2 separate regions of the Dromaius novaehollandiae genome follow, and region 2 is linked to region 1. Evidence: chromatin contacts called from public Hi-C data. All regions are on one chromosome and are shown on one strand. Each heading gives the region's core, a stretch centred on a gene start, on an enhancer-like site or on the middle of the called end of the contact. The rest is flanking DNA. Distances are from core to core; before and after follow the strand shown.

Evidence for each region. A called contact is a pair of places that touch in the nucleus more often than the background predicts.
Region 2: a Hi-C map of liver shows a contact between it and region 1, with 3 times the contacts expected there. The contact joins the promoter of BIN1 here to the enhancer-like site in region 1. A contact is called at or near these places in 3 of 4 Hi-C or Micro-C datasets (brain, liver and ovary).

The regions. Positions count from the first base shown.
Region 1 is chr7:16,847,294-16,849,992 of bDroNov1.hap1, forward strand. BIN1 (bridging integrator 1) reads right to left here. Exons shown (of 14, transcript XM_026095624.2): 9 at 2,245-2,327. Among named protein-coding and RNA genes, the nearest start is that of BIN1, 72 kb to the right of the region's middle. Within about 2 kb of position 1,393, at least 2 of the 2 cell types and tissues checked have open chromatin away from gene starts, as enhancers often do.
Region 2 is chr7:16,919,709-16,922,407 of bDroNov1.hap1, forward strand. It overlaps BIN1 (bridging integrator 1), which reads right to left and starts at 1,333. Exons shown (of 14, transcript XM_026095624.2): 1 at 1,130-1,333. The coding sequence starts at 1,213.

The DNA.
Region 1 (2,699 bases), core at 143-2,642:
TTCATTTTGTCTGATCATATTATGATAATGTACAGATCTCCTAGGTCTTCCAGAAATCTGACAGCCCTGAATGGTCAAAGACTTTCAAAAACGTATCTCAGATATATGTCTGAGGTCCCTAGAAACACATCAGCTAGTCTGTGCTACTTGTGCTATGTAGCCAGGCTGATTTTGTCAGCCACAGTAAGGTTTCTGTAGGCGCTCACATGGATGCTGTGGTCATGTAAAAGGTAAATGCCTCTCTTCTCACACCTCTTAATTCATTTCCTGCTATTGTATCCATCCCCAATCCCCTTCCCAGTAGGGAAGGGTTAGGGAAGCATCTGCTCTTAATGCATGCCACAATGGGCAATCAGAACGGTAACGGGTATTTCCTCCTGCATGGTGCTGCTCCAGCCCTACAGCCTTAAAACATCACCACGATGGGGGCAGGGGGACAGGGGGCACGCAGATGTGGTGGATGACAGAAGTACCTCACTACATTTCCTGGTCAGTCTAAAACATCTACTGTCCTAGCAAACGTCTGATGCATCCTCCTACAACCCTCTGCTCCACTGCGTTCAGGGCAGCACAGCTGCTTTAGGGCAAGTCTGGCATCTCAGCTGACGCCTGAGCAGGGAAGGAAGTGATGAAGCAGCAGCAGCTGAATTGCTACCTGCGCAGGCTCTTCTGCGTGCTCAGTTTTGTTTTTACGGCCCTGTGGCCTCCCAGGCAGCCAAAGAGAGCAGAGGTGCAGCTAAGTCACCTATTATATCCCCAGGTGAAGCTTGCAGTTTGTGTGGGCAGGAATCATGACAACAGGTAATTTATTTTCTTGGAAGCTCTTTCAGGCCACAACAATAATAAACATGTCTTGGCCAAGCTGTCACTACAGCCTGCAATCACTTCCTTGAGGAAGGAAGGAGGAGGAAGCAGCTGGACAAAGCAAAGGCTACAACCTTCACCCTTCCTGTTACCTCATCCTTTTCTGGTGGATGCTGCTATCAGAAACAGCAAGGCACACAGCAGTAAAAGGCTATGCACCGGCAGCCCCCTCGCAAGTCTTCAGTCTTTGGGCTGTGATGACTAACAGGCACCTTGTGCTAACTTTGGAAGAGGGTATTATTTTCACAAGAAGCCTTTCTACTAGCATCTTGGAGATCTGATGTTAGCAATCCAAAATTCATGGGCCAAATTTCACTTGAGCGTCCTCTTTTAAAGTTAGCCACACTGGAACAAGACACGCAAGTCGTCTATGCATGACTGTAACAGGGGGTTAAACAGGCAGGTAAGACAAGGGAGCACAGAGCTCTCAACAGCTGATCCAGCCTCTCCAAATCCATACGCTGGAACTGCAGCTTGTCCTTACTTCATGCTGACTTCACCTCCCCCTCCATCAGTATACCAATTGAGGACACGGGCTGCATTCCTGCTCACCCGGCACGTGGGATTAGCAGCAGCTGGAAGCCAGAGCCCTGCATTGTTTCATCACTCACGCATTTGGACAGGAGCCAGACGCCACCTCATCCAGTGCCTGACCTCTCCCTCCCCTCTCAGTGAGAGAGAATGTGCAGATCTGCAGTTAACCAAAAAGGATGGGACCTAACCAAGGAAAGAAAACTAAAGGCCTGGAGGACACTCATTCCTTGCACGCAGGCAGATCGGAGGCATTCTCAGATTAGAAGGCCTCATACTAGTGAGGCTGCACAACACACGTGGAAGCAACACATCCCATTTCAATACACAGGAGGCATAAGACTTTGGCAAACAGGAGGCTCCAAGTTTGGAGGGCAAAATAGGAGGCTGGGGAAGTAAACAGGATTGTTTTGACTCTCTAGAGATCGCAAGTTGCGGGTTTGTGGGGGAAGCTTTAGAGGAAAGAATGGGGTGAGAGTGCAGGGCAACTAGACCAAGGAAGAAGGGCTGCTCAGTATTACAGTGTTGGTGCATGGAATTCAGCTTTAAAAACAGCAGGGGCAGGAGTTAGTTGCCTAAACATCAGTATGCAGTGAAAGTTTAGGCCTCCAGCTGCTATTACAGAAAGGGAAGTCATCTTGTGTTGTCTCTGCCAGCCCCAGGTGCAACCTTGGACATGTCTTCCGGAATCTCAGAAGGGCACTGGCTGACTACATGCAGGCAATCAAATTGCTTCCCAAACAACAACATGGTGGTTTCAATGCAACTAGAAGAGACTTCCCTGTACCACAGCCTCAGCCTGCCCCTCCTCCCCTGCCAAGGAAAGATACTGCTCCCACAGTTACTGACCTGGGCTGTGCTTTAACAGGGAAGGCATTGCCTGAGTACTGCTTGTCTAGACCCAGCAGGACATCATGGAGGTTTTGGTTCAACTGCAAAATGCAAAAACAAGAGAGAAAAAGATTGAGAAAAGAGCTTCGAGTGCCACAAGAAAGCCTGGGCTGGCCAGCACAGGCTGGCCAAGCACAGACTTGCACCCAAGCATGTGTACACAGTCAACTATCCCAAGAGAAGATAGCCCCCATCTGTTCCCACTCTTCCTTTGGTGGGGGTGGGGGTGGGTGGGGCGGGGAACACACACTGCTGTACTCAAATAGTTGAAGAGTTGCTGACATCTCCTGGGAACGCTCTGTCTCACTTACGAACCATCCTCTTTGATTCTCTATCACCTGCCCCCACCAGGTACCATTGCAAAGCAGGCAAAGAATTTTCCTGATGGTCTACATGCTGGAATTGAAGCCTGA
Region 2 (2,699 bases), core at 83-2,582, 72 kb after region 1:
TGTTGCTGCAGCCAGTTCTACACTGGATCTGCTCTTCACTTGTTTTCTTCCAGACCAGTAAAGCAAGTTCAAAGCCCACTCCAGCTTTAAGCTGGTGGAAGCAGTATGGACAGAATTAGGCCCCATAGGTTTGCATTCCCATTCTGACCCAGCAGCATTTTCAAACAGTGTCAATGATCGGTACAAGGCTCAGGCTAGCACTGCATCCAGTCCCAAACCTTGCAGATTAAATCTGCTAAAGATAACTCCCAGGAAACAGCAGCAGCAATAGGGCCGATCTGTTCCACCCTCCCTCCCTCCAAGCTACACCAGTCCTTATTGAGTCAATGTCATCCCACAGCAAATCACTGAAAACCAAGATGTGCGTGCTGGAGATAAAAGCAGCTGATCAATGTCCCTGCGTAAAACGTCTAATAATCCCTACACAGGGCAGGCATCTGGCGCCAGAAGCAGCATGCCAGAGAGATGAACGTGAAAACTATCCATTGCCTATTCCTGGCACCTTTCTCCAGCACAGGGTGCAGAGCGGGGAGAGGGGCCCCAGGATTCAAAATCCATCCCTCCCCCCGCCAGGCAACAGCGCAGCGTTCAGGGAGGCTATGGTTTCTGCCTTACAGCCAGCTCGAAATCTGGAGCTCAAGGGCAGTAACACAAGCTGCAAACACCATCCTACGTTTTTACAAGATAAGCAAGGAAGGGGGTGCCCATCTCTCTTTCCTCGCTGTCTTTAAGGTTACCTATGCAGCACAGCTACATATGCAGTGCAGCTCTTGAAATCGCTGTACGAAATGCAACGTAAGCATTATAAAAAGGTCTCTTCTGCTAAAACAACCTATATCTACAAATTTAAAGCCAATAGGCAGTTCTCGGTCCTCCTCCCCTCTTCCAGGCTGAATCTGAAGCTGTTTCTGCTCATCCTCCTCCCCCAGAGCGCGCAGACGGGCGGTAAATCCGCGGCGCTCACAGCGTTTCGCGTTCCCAGGCTCTCCCCGGCAAACGCCCCGGGCGCTGCGGGGATCCCGCACGCACAGGCGCCCCGGCCCGGGCAACGCCGCCCCGCAGCCGAGAGCGGAGGCCGGGCGGCCCCAGGGCTGCCCGCAGGTCGCGGCGGAGCCGCCGCCGCCTCTACCTTCTCCTGCGCCCGCGTGAGCTTCTTCTGGACGTTGCTGGCGATCTTGCCCGCGGTGACCCCCTTGCCGCCCAGCTCAGCCATCTTGCCTGCTCTTTTAACGGCGCGGCTGCGAGCGCCGGGCCGGCGGGAAGGGGGGCAAAACCCGGCACACAATGGCCGCGGCCTCCCGCGGCGAGCCGCTCCGGCGCCGCCTTTTAAAGGGACAGCGCGCCGCGGCCGCCGCGCCGCCTTAAAGGGGCCGCGCGCCGCCCCGGGAGGGGGCAGCAGCAGCACGGCCCCGCGGCCGCGGCGGACGGAGGGGGCGCTGGGGCCGCGCGTGGTGCCCCGGGCAGCGCTAAGGAGCAGCGGCCACGGCAAAGTCCTGCCCTGGTATAGCTGCACCCCGATGAGCAGGAGGAGGGCCGGGGGCTGGGGAGGGGGAACAAAAAAAAAAAGGGGTCAGCCGCAGGTTTTATTCTAGGACGAACCGCAGCTTTCTCTCCTCGTTGCGTATCTTGCCTGCTTATCAAAATGGTCTAAAGTCTGCCGGAGTAAGGCGGCTACGGCTGCCGCCACCCACAGAAAAGGAGATGTGCTTCCCACACCAGACCCATGAGCCACCAATATTTTAAAATGGCTAAATGAGGAATTTTACTTGAAGATGCTGACTGATGGCTATATTAGTCCTCACTGCAATTAGAATGCTAAATGGTAGCAAATGATTAATATTAGGTAGCTGACACGATTTTGCTGTTGCAACAAAATGCCACTTACTTGTTTGAAGAGATTTGCACTGCCAATTGCTATCACTGGTTGTCAATACTCATAAAAAATACCGCAAAAATACTTTTCAAATTATTTCTGGACCTTTAACAAACTGAGAGTTTATAAAACCAAAAAAATCCCACAAGAATATAAGTGAATCAACAGCCTGTTTTTAGAAGTGAGCTGGAAGTTCAGAAGATTTCATCCTTTAATTCTGGCTCGTGTATCAACTTACTACGGGACCCCGGATAAGCGCCTTCACCTCAGTATTGTCTCTGAAAATTGGCAATAATCAAATGAGTAGCTTGCCTCACAGGAGCATTAGCATGGCTGATTAGTTACTGTTTGCACCGAACCCTGCATGTGTTATGCTAGCAGCTTTTTACCCATTTTGGGGTTTGCCTGTGGATTCAGCATGGCTGCAGCTGAAGGTTGTTCCAGTTGGAGCATAACGCTGAGGGTGCTGTGAGGTGCTTTGCCTGCCTCCACTGCAGAAGACATTGTAGCAAAGGGGCACTGAGTGACGTTTAAATGTCACGAAAATTGCATCAAGTACCAGAAGAAAACCAGCCATGACAGCACAGAATCCTGGATAGGCCTGACTTACCCTGCTTCCTCGGTACCTGAGCCTGCATGGAATTACTCTTCGGTGGCGACTGAACTGCTTTTCAATATGGTTGCAATGCTGCAGGTTGCATCCTGCCGGTAGCCTGTCCTTGTCCCTCTTCAGTGAGCCTGTGGACCGCTGACTGCATAAACTACACCTATGCCATAGCGTTCATCCCCACAGGGCTTCATCTCACTCTGCCATACCCACAGAGCA